Linked DNA regions of Mus musculus: regions 2 and 3 are each linked to region 1. Evidence: chromatin contacts called from public Hi-C and Micro-C data. All regions are on one chromosome and are shown on one strand. Each heading gives the region's core, a stretch centred on a gene start, on an enhancer-like site or on the middle of the called end of the contact. The rest is flanking DNA. Distances are from core to core; before and after follow the strand shown.

Region 1 (3,166 bases), core at 398-2,897:
ACTCTGGTCTGGCCTTTACCAAACTACAGGACAAACTTAGGTATAACTAAGTTGAAGAAACAAGAAGGGCAAAGACCTTTAAACCACCTTGGCACAATTTCTAATAGTTCATTTTCTAAAATACCACAATGTAAATAAAATTAGTGGCATAACGGACTGCTGTAACTTTCTCGCTTGATGTGGCTGTTTGCATAGGGTCTCATGATGTAGCTCTGACTGGACTCCAAACTTAGGATATCTCTTGCCTCAGCCTCCTGAGCATTGCTGTTACAGGTGTGAGACATCCATAACTATCCTGTATCTAAATTTTTACTATTCATAAGTAGTTGGGATAAAAGTCTTTGCAGCAGTCATAAAATCATGCACTCCAACTGCTCTCTAACCCTACACCTCGTCCTTCCTCCACGACCTGTGCGCTTTCTTCATGCAGGTCTAGTAACTTCTCTTGGAGTGTTTTGTATGGGTTATTGCTACCCACTTGTTTTCACATGTCAACACTTAGTACTATGAAGTCACAGTTAAATGATTCGGTCAAGATTCCAGATCTAGAAAATACCTCACCTTACTCTAACCTCATTATGTATAAAATTCCATAACGAGTGAGTACTTTTTACGCTGTTATTCGTCGAACTCAGTACCCGGAAGTGCTAGAATGGACCGAAAGGCTTGCTCAAAGGGGTATGACACTAAAATCTGTACTGCCAACAATTCCCTCAGAAGATGCTGTTGATGGAGAGCAAACCCAGGACCAAGGCAGGAGCACTTGCTCTCCTGGAATGTACCAGAACACTAGAAGATCCGAAGCAGAATCAGTAATAGAAGCAGGAAGAAGGTAAATGAGGTTAGGACGTTGGGATGAAAAGTAGAGGGGGAAAAAAAAAAAAAAACAAAAAACCTGGCACCATGCCCCCCCCCCCAAAGAAAACCTGGTGTCATGAAGCTACTGAAAGGGACTTTTATAAATGAGTCTGACAACTGAATCTTAACCGTGCAATAATTAGATATTACAGTTGTTATTGTTGTTGTTGTTGTTTTAAATAATGCCTGTTTTGGAAAAACGGAAAGGCATGTGTGAAAAGAGAAGAGGTGAAGTCCCTCGGGTGTATGTCTGTCCTCTATTCTGTGGTACAGACAGCCTTACAGAGGTTAGGATGGGTCTGTGTGTTTGAGACAGAAGTGGCCGCCCCCCCAACCACCTGCCACTGCAAGCTCTGTGCAAGCTGATGCAACTTCGCCTCAAACTTCCTGAAGTCGGAGGAACCTCGCAAAAGCCTATCCGGGCAGCCTAGATCTCCATGAGCCAGGGAAGCGGTACCGGTGCGACTGCCCCTGCGACCCCATCCCGGCCGGCCGGAGGGGAGAAGAAGACCCGGACCCGGCGGGCCGGCTCCTCCGCCCGGTCCCTAAGCAGCACTTCCGCCCAGCGGACCCTGGCTGGCCCCATAGCAGCGCTTCCGCCCGGCCCGCAGCGGCCCGGATCTCAGCCCCGGCCCCGCCATCCGTGGTCCCGGGAAGCCGCAACACACGCCGCACAAAAGCGATGCCATACACTCAGCTGAAGAGACGCGGAAACTCACTCTCTCTAAGACCCGCTTGCGTCCTCACGTACTCCCGCGCTCGTGCGTCACTACGTCTGGACGCCGAATCCGGAGACTCAACTTCCGGCACGGACGCCGATTCCGCAGGCTCCACTTCCGGCGGCCTAGGGAAAGGAGCGGCAGTCTGCGCATGCTCCGTGCTTCGTACTGCCTTTTCGGCTTCCTCTAGCTAATGCGTAGCGCTCATCCTATTCAACCCTTAGCAACAAGGGTGTCGGTGTGCTTTTACAGCCATAACTAACTAATAATCACTTACCACGCGCACAGCGCATGAGTCGCCTATGGCCAGCTCCCTCAAGGCCAAAGTTTCTTCCCGGTGCAGTGTAGTCTACCAAGTGGACGGTGGAGACAGTAGCTGTTCCCAATGGGCCTCAGGAGAGCTGCTTATCCCAGAAAGTAGGCCGGCGAAACAGGGCCACGGTGTACATTTCATTCCCCAAGCACAAACACGAGGCCACACTGCTTAGCCTGTTTACTGCTTTAAGGGCTCGTGAGAAAAGGTTTTTGTGACTTAGGTCGTTTGATGCAATTTTCTCCTTCTAACGTGGAACCAGTTTCATGGGCAGCTTCTTCTAAAGGCAATGCTGCATTTGTGTCCTACAAGAAAACGATGTTTGGTGTAATTATTTTTCTAGTAATTAGAGGAGAGCTCCACCTTTTCAAGGCATGAATTGGGTGCAGGTATATTTACCAAAAGGCTTAGTAGCCACGTCTAGTTAGCATATTAAAAACTTCCCAGTCCCCCAAAAGTTAATCTTCTATTGTATAACAGAAGAAATTCTCCTAAAAAATTTTCCCTTGTAGTTGGAATTTGAATGAAAATTTCCCACACTATTAGGAGATATAGATGAGAATTTCAAGTGACAAAATTCTTAGCAAATTCAAGAATGAATTCTTATAATTTAACCCCTTTCAGGTATAAAAAAAAGTGGGGGGGTATGTAAGTCCAAGACTGACATTGCGAAACTGCATTCCTGGAAATGGAACCCAAGTGAGTAGGGGGAACTAAATTGCATGTAGAAATATATCTCCTTAGGAAGAAAACATGAATGCAATTTCTCAAAAGGAGAGGTCTCTATTTGTTCTTCCCACCAATTCTATGCATCCATTCCATTAATATACTCTTGCTTTATATTCTCTGTCAGTCTACCCCTTTCTATACTTACACTGTTTTTGTTATTATCTTGTTTTTAAGTGCAGAAGTGACTTTAAAAGAGCCGCAAATCAAGTCTCAAATCAGTAATCTCAAAAAAAATGCAATTGTAAATAGACAGGGCTTAGGAATGTTCTTGGGGAGCAGGCTGTGATGGTGAACACTAATGACCCCACAGTTTGAAGGTAGAGACAGGAAGATTGGGAGTTCAAGGACAGCCTCAGCTATATAACTTCAAGACCAGCTTAGTCTATATGACATCCTGAATCATAAAAAGTAAAGAAAAAAAACATTTTAATCCTATTTTAAATATGAGTAAAATGTTTCATTGGCATATAAGAGGACAGAGAAAAACCATTTTTTTAATGACCTCACCAGACATAGGGGCAAACACCTGTAATCTCTCCACTTGGAA
Region 2 (3,166 bases), core at 237-2,736, 100 kb before region 1:
TGAAAGGATTGTGAAAATGCCTGAGACCTAAGTAATTAGCTGACTCCAAAGTAAAGAAGCTATAAAAATTATAAAGAGTATTCAATTAAATGATTATGAAAAGTACTATTTCAACAACTTATAATTCAGTTACACGGATGGTTACCTATGTTTCTATCCTATATATTTATACCCTAACTTTGTATTTAAAAACTAAGGGCAGGACTGTATAGGTTGTAGTACATTTGAAGGGATATGGAATAGGCTTATAAAACTTAAAGTCCTCAAAGACCCTCCAAGGTCAAGTATAAGGGACAGGACATGTATAACTCACACGGAGATTAGAGTTTGCTGGAGGCAGGCACCTGTCCATAGCCACAGCTGTGTTATGACATATCTGAGAAAGTATATCTCAACTCCCATGTGAACGCAAGAGAAGAACTATGGCACACAGAAAAGGTTTGAGGACAAACATCTAAAAAGCAGATGGAAGGACATCCCAGAGGCTGGCAGAGCCCAGGAGGCCATGTGTCAACTGCTTGACACCCTATCTCTGCAATAGGTGAAGCCTCTGGTGGAGGAACCTGATTGTCTGCACAGGGAGTCAGTATTGATCCAGAGCCCAGACACACAACCATGGCTTCTTTACTGCCTTGTGTGGTCAGCAGTGATCTTGACATACAGACCTTCACCTGGATGTTCAGGGACTGACGAAGCCTGGCCCATATCCCTGGCATCCAAAGACTTTCTTTTTAAAACTTCAAAAGAAGAAAAAGAAACCACTTTTCAATTAGCTCCAGACAAGGAGATCCCACTTTCTATTTTGCTCTGAGAGTAAGAAGCTGGGGATTGCTCCTAATTCAATTCTATTTCTCCCTTTTGTGGGCATTTTTATCAAACCCCTTAATCCTCCTGGCTGGCAATGGCACTAGGTAAAAGAGGAGAATGAACTCAATTTTGAAAAGAAAGGATCACGTGACAGAGCATAGAAATGGGCCTTAGGAGTCAATTTGATTTCATTCTTTGTCCTTTTTCACCCTCCCCCAAGTCCTCTTCCTTGTGCCCCTGTGGGGAGCAGGGTGGAGAGGGCTGGGACGGTGATATGAACACCCAGGGTACAGCACACAAAGTTGAAGAGGGATAACAGTCCTGCACACAGACACTGAATGCTGCAAATGTGCCATGTTAGTACACTAGACTTGCTGGGCTCAAGCCTTCCCTTCGCCATAAGATGTGTTGAGATGATGCACAGTGTGTCAAACAAGAAAACAAACTGAGAAAAATTAGCTTTGCAAAGGATGAAAACCTACTAAAAATACTTTTAAGAGACTTCAAACATTAAAATACATTTAACAAAATAACTTCTTAATGACTTAGCCAAAAAATGATTCAGGAACACATGGATTAAATTGCCTACAAAATACAGATGGCTTTCCAAACTAGGGGAGCGACTTGCATGGCAGACTCAGCTCAGCTCACAGGGAGCAGCCCTGGGAGAAAGAGTTCGGCCTGACCTCTCTCAGCTATGCCTTTCTCTGGTGTCTGTCAACTGGTCACAGCAGTCGTTACCTAAGCTTGGAGCAAGCTCCTTGCAAATGGTTTAACTCTTTTCCTATTTAGATGTTAGGCAAAGGATTCAATACTTCAAAGTATCAAAAATATAGTGTGCTTGCTTCTGTATTAAAAAGGGAATTTACCTTGTCTTAGGCCCAAAGCAAAAAGGCTTTACAATAACTGGATACAGATTGATACAAAGGTTTCTCATCCATCTTTAGTCATTAGGAAGTAACATTAGTCAAGAGAATGATAGCTTGTAGGTTTTTCTTTTTTTTTTTTTTTTTTTTTTTTTGGTTTTCCAAGACAGGGTTTCTCTGTATAGCCCTGGCTGTCCTGGAACTCACTCTGTAGACCAGGCTGGCCTCGAACTCAGAAATCCACCTGCCTCTGCTTCCCCAGTGCTGGGATTAAAGGCGTGCGCCACCCGACTAGCTTGTGGTTTTTAGCTTAATTGAAGATGTATATTTCAGACAAAGCTCGTTACAAGAAGCTCTGTTTTCCCATTAGCCCTTTCTTTACCACACCAAATTTCAGCTCACATCGACTCAACATCACCACCATCACTACTATAAAACATCATATTGTTTCTTGGTGAAAAGTTTTGACAAGCACGGAACCTATTTTTGGTTTTTGTTTGTTTGTTTGTTTTAGATGAGAAAATGGAGAACTGAAGGTCAGAGAAAGACTGTGTAGCAAACCCAGCCATTCCAAGTGCCCGCTGTCCTTTCCTGGTGAGGCATTTTTCACTGTTTGCTCTGGTTAGGTTTTAGTCATCCGGCTGCTACTGATGCCTCTGCCATTCTTCAAGGACCAGAACAAATACAAGTCAGGTGCTGCTGCATAGGTATGTGATGGGGTCGCTAAAGTCCACAACCAGTGACTTTCAAGGGAGATTATCTTGGGCCATCTGGACGGGCCTGAGTAAATCAGCTGAAAGGCCCAATAGGAGCAGCAGAAGACATTTTCTTACAGGCTCAATCCCTAGGCATGCCTCATCTTTAGCATGGTCTGCCTGCTCTTCTGAATGGCCTACCCTACAGAACATGGACTTGCTTTCTCAGTTCCCACAGCTGGATAAGCCAGCTGCTTGCCACTCCTGATCCCATCTCTCACTCTGTTTCCCGTTTGAACACTGACTGACACACAGGATAATGTTCCAGCAGTGTTTCTATAGTTATTTATAGTGTTCCCTACCCGTTTGCTGGTACTACAAACTTTTTTTGTTGTCATACTTGTACACTTATACACAAGTGTAGTTGATTTGTAATTTTACATATCAGATGCTCTTGCAAACTCACAGTATATAATCTTATATGTGAATAAGTATGTGCTAGAAGAATTAAATCACATTATATAAGAGCAGGATAAGACGGTGTTCCACACTCCTGAAGGACCAGTAAACCTCATACAGAAGGCTCACAGGAAATACACCAAGCAAAAGTGAGTCACAGCTCCAGAGGTCATGCCACTAAGAAGCTATTGATGTTTTAAGGTTAGGTGGCACAGGATAGTCCTATAGACGGAAAACATTTAATGGCTCTAGACCCCAGGTCCTGAGCAATGACTGTATCTCGCTTTACCTTTGGTTCCTGTGACTGTTACTATGAAAAACCCTCTACGTACACTTGGC
Region 3 (3,166 bases), core at 178-2,677, 69 kb before region 1:
CATACAACTTTTCATGTCAATTTCCCAACATGTTTACATTGTTTATGGGACACTATAATGCTTTTAAATGGTGGTCCTAAATAGAAGCCTCCTACTTTCTAGAAGGAACCCACACAGAATTCTGATTTCTCTGTTACTCCTCTTCCATGGTCACAGATGAACAGTCATATGCAATACTTCTATTTCTTTACATGCACAATTTCACACCTAAACACGGTCTTAAAGGGAAAACTTTTGTCATTGAAATGAATACCCTGGACATGAAGAGAAGCGAGAAATAGCCAGTAATTTAAGGCAACCGTTGTTCTGCACTGAAATTGCTTTGAGACAATCTGGCAGATGGTACTTCTTTTTATTATTACAGGGAAGAAAGAAAGAAAGAAAAGCTAAGTGGTCATGCAGAATTAGCCTTAGCTATACATCTCTGTCCTAGCTGCAGTGCTCCAAAGCCAAGCAAGGCAGCAGCTGGAATTTGCATATGTTATAAATCACCAACTGCGTATGACTGAATTAAGCCAAGAAAGGCTCACATAGTCGCTCAGCTAAGATATTACCACTTTGTGTGTACTTATCAAAAGCAGGTCTTCCTCAAAGAGCTGTGTGTGTTTATCTCCCAGGAGTCCTTCATTTGTACAACAGGAGCCCTAACTTTCAAACACTCACCTCTCTATTCCACGGCACTTCCTGGCCATGCTTTCCTCCGACTGGAAATAACAAAACTATGAAATAACAGAACTGGACTGAGCAGTGGGGTGGGTCAACATCATCAAAGTGCTTCTGTAAATATGAGTATGTCACAGTGAAACCTTTTTTGTTTTTTTTTGCAGTAAATATAACTGATTTTAAAAGCACTGAATACAATTTAGTCCACCTTTCTTATAATTTCCCATACAATAAAATAATCAAGACAAACACTACCTTTATGTGCCTTCATGGTGCCACATAGAAAGGAGAAATTTGCAAGTTAACCACAACACCCCCCCACCCCATTTAAATCACACCTCAGCTGATCTCCTTGAATATATGGTTGGTAGAAACAGGACTCAAAGATATCAACAGCAAAAGCGCTAGATATTAATTGGGAGTCTATTTCTTTTCGGTCATGGCAGCCTGTCTCACTGTCAAGCCAAGGCTTTTGGAGTGCATTTTGCCTTGATTTCACATATGGCTAAGGAGCAGCCCAGCACACTGTCTGGTGTAGCGCTGCCCAATCTTCACAGGGCAGCCAGTGTGGATGTGGCCGTGTGCTTTTCAGAAACTTAACAGAAGATATGCACAAGCACCCCACACATCAGCAAGGGGTTCCAGATTTCACCAGCCCCAGGCCCTAGGTGGCAGACAAAAGTTGGAAAGGAGAGAAAGAACTCTGTGCCCAGTGCCAGCTGAACTTGGTGGCAGGCCATTAAAGAACAACAGTGGGGGAGGGGAGAAGAGATTAGAGAAGGCATGGGGTGGGGAGCAAACAAAAAACTCAGCGAGCTACTGTTCCTAGCAGGCGTCTGCCTTTTGACTCAGAGATGGCTCTTAACCAAGGCTTTCCTACTATGGTATGGTATCAGCTGCCTCCTGGACTCCTTTGTTAGTGCTGACTGCCAACAGGACAAGACAAAATTTCAGTTAATAGGGAATGAACTAGTTCTTGGAATAATAGCGATCTCTCTATTTCTTCTACAAAGGCTGCTTTGGCCGTGTTACTCCTGGCATGCACGTTAGGACTTGTAATTATGGCAGGGTACTGTTTGGAAATATTAGAAAACTCTAAGGTTAAAAAGTTGCTACTTTAATCCCATAACTTACCTTACAATGTGTTTAACTGAAGAATAGTATCAAACTAATGGTGTGGGTTTGTTATTCTTTCTCCCAACGAATTTCTCTTAGCTGGCTTTTTTTTTTTTAAACCCAAAACCAAATCACAACTACTAAACTAACATTCCTTATGGTAACAACAACTCATGAATCATAGAGAAATAAACAAGCACACAGCCTTTGGAACTACTGTTTCTAAAGTATCTTCAGTCAAAAAGTAAAAATAAACACAACGAATAATACGAAGCTTCTAAAGCAAACCCCTAAGGGGTGGTTGGCTCAGACCCCAGAGAAGGAGACACTACGTGGAATGCTGAGAAGTACACAGAACACCAGGCCTGCCCCAACAATAAACACAAGGGCCGGGCAGTCTAAACAGTAACTCTCCTCGGGTACAGACAAGAGCTGAGGAGTTAAACCACCAAACCCTAAGCCGAGAGTGGTATGTGGGAACTTGCTCACCGCCTCAGATTCTGCTGCCAGGAAGAACTCAGGAAGGGTAAAGCTGAAGACTGGGCAAGCGGGAGATCACAGAACCACGGGCACAGACACACTCCCTTTCAGACACTCCTAAGGGGCTTCAACTGGTCTCACAGAAGAGGAACCAGAGGAAGCAGCCCTGTCGCCTTAGTGACAAATGAAGAAGACATCGCCTGAAGGTGTGTATCTAACACCTCATAACCACTGTAAAGGACTTAACAGTAGTTATGTCATCTTCCTGCTAACACTGGCTAGTCCGAGTCTAACGAGCTCCTAATGTGACTGATTGATAATATTTAGTAGATAGAGAATAGAGAGACGCATCAAATGCCCCAGGAAGAAATAACCAGATAAAATGTAGACTTCTTACAGTTCAATGGGACTGGTGTTTGTGCTGGTTAGATTTATGCTAACTCGATACAAACTATATTCATTTGGTAAGAAAGAATTTCAACTAATATACCCAGGGCTGGGCAACCCTTAAGGGCACTTCTTGATTATCGACATAGGAGAGACCAGTTCATTGTAGGTGGTGCCACCCCTGGATTTAAAAAAAAAAAAAAAAAAAAAGCATACTAGATAAGCTGTCAGAAGCAAGCCAATAAACAGCACTGTTTCCTGGCCCCAGTTTAAGTTTCTGTCTCTAGGTTCCTGACTTGAGGCATGGTACCACCATGTGGTAGGGACTGAATTATTGGAAGGGAACCCAGGAAACACTACTGGTGAAAGTGTAGCTCACCTGCAGTGGGCATCCAACATTTTAGAGATGCCAGTATCATGGGGCAACCACGAAGGGCAGCAGCCCCTGTGGCCTGGTGCCAGCCTGATTCTCTGAGACAAGCTGTTGTCGCCTGCTGCAAAGGCAGAGCTGGAGAAGTAG

Evidence for each region. A called contact is a pair of places that touch in the nucleus more often than the background predicts.
Region 2: a contact with region 1 is called in a Hi-C map of uterus, with 2.2 times the contacts expected there. The contact joins the enhancer-like site here to the promoter of Rhbdd1 in region 1. A contact is called at or near these places in 1 of 39 promoter capture datasets (the 3T3-L1 cell line), 2 of 484 Hi-C or Micro-C datasets (the F1.1 cell line and uterus), 3 of 115 datasets of contacts at active chromatin or transcription factors (forebrain, neural progenitor cells and pancreatic cancer cells) and 1 of 9 other capture datasets (pancreatic islet).
Region 3: a contact with region 1 is called in a Micro-C map of stem cell-derived neurons, with 2.0 times the contacts expected there. The contact joins the enhancer-like site here to the promoter of Rhbdd1 in region 1. A contact is called at or near these places in 2 of 39 promoter capture datasets (the 3T3-L1 cell line and hippocampal neurons), 5 of 484 Hi-C or Micro-C datasets (MC3T3-E1-derived osteoblasts, nephron progenitors, neural stem cells and 2 more) and 3 of 115 datasets of contacts at active chromatin or transcription factors (astrocytes, extraembryonic endoderm stem cells and trophoblast stem cells).

Annotation. Positions count from the first base shown.
Region 1 is chr1:82,315,060-82,318,225 of GRCm38.p6, reverse strand. Rhbdd1 (rhomboid domain containing 1) reads right to left here and starts at 1,647. Exons shown (of 7, transcript NM_029777.3): 1 at 1,578-1,647.
Region 2 is chr1:82,415,096-82,418,261 of GRCm38.p6, reverse strand. The region is part of intron 6 of Rhbdd1 (rhomboid domain containing 1); the gene reads right to left. Among named protein-coding and RNA genes, the nearest start is that of Gm46095, 45 kb to the right of the region's middle. Within about 2 kb of position 1,486, at least 7 of the 459 cell types and tissues checked have an H3K27ac peak or open chromatin away from gene starts, as enhancers often do. A contact at or near this core is called in pancreatic cancer cells and uterus, where this site is marked.
Region 3 is chr1:82,384,237-82,387,402 of GRCm38.p6, reverse strand. All of the region lies in intron 6 of Rhbdd1 (rhomboid domain containing 1), which reads right to left. Among named protein-coding and RNA genes, the nearest start is that of Gm46095, 14 kb to the right of the region's middle. Within about 2 kb of position 1,427, at least 54 of the 459 cell types and tissues checked have an H3K27ac peak or open chromatin away from gene starts, as enhancers often do. A contact at or near this core is called in astrocytes, neural stem cells, stem cell-derived neural progenitor cells and 1 more, where this site is marked.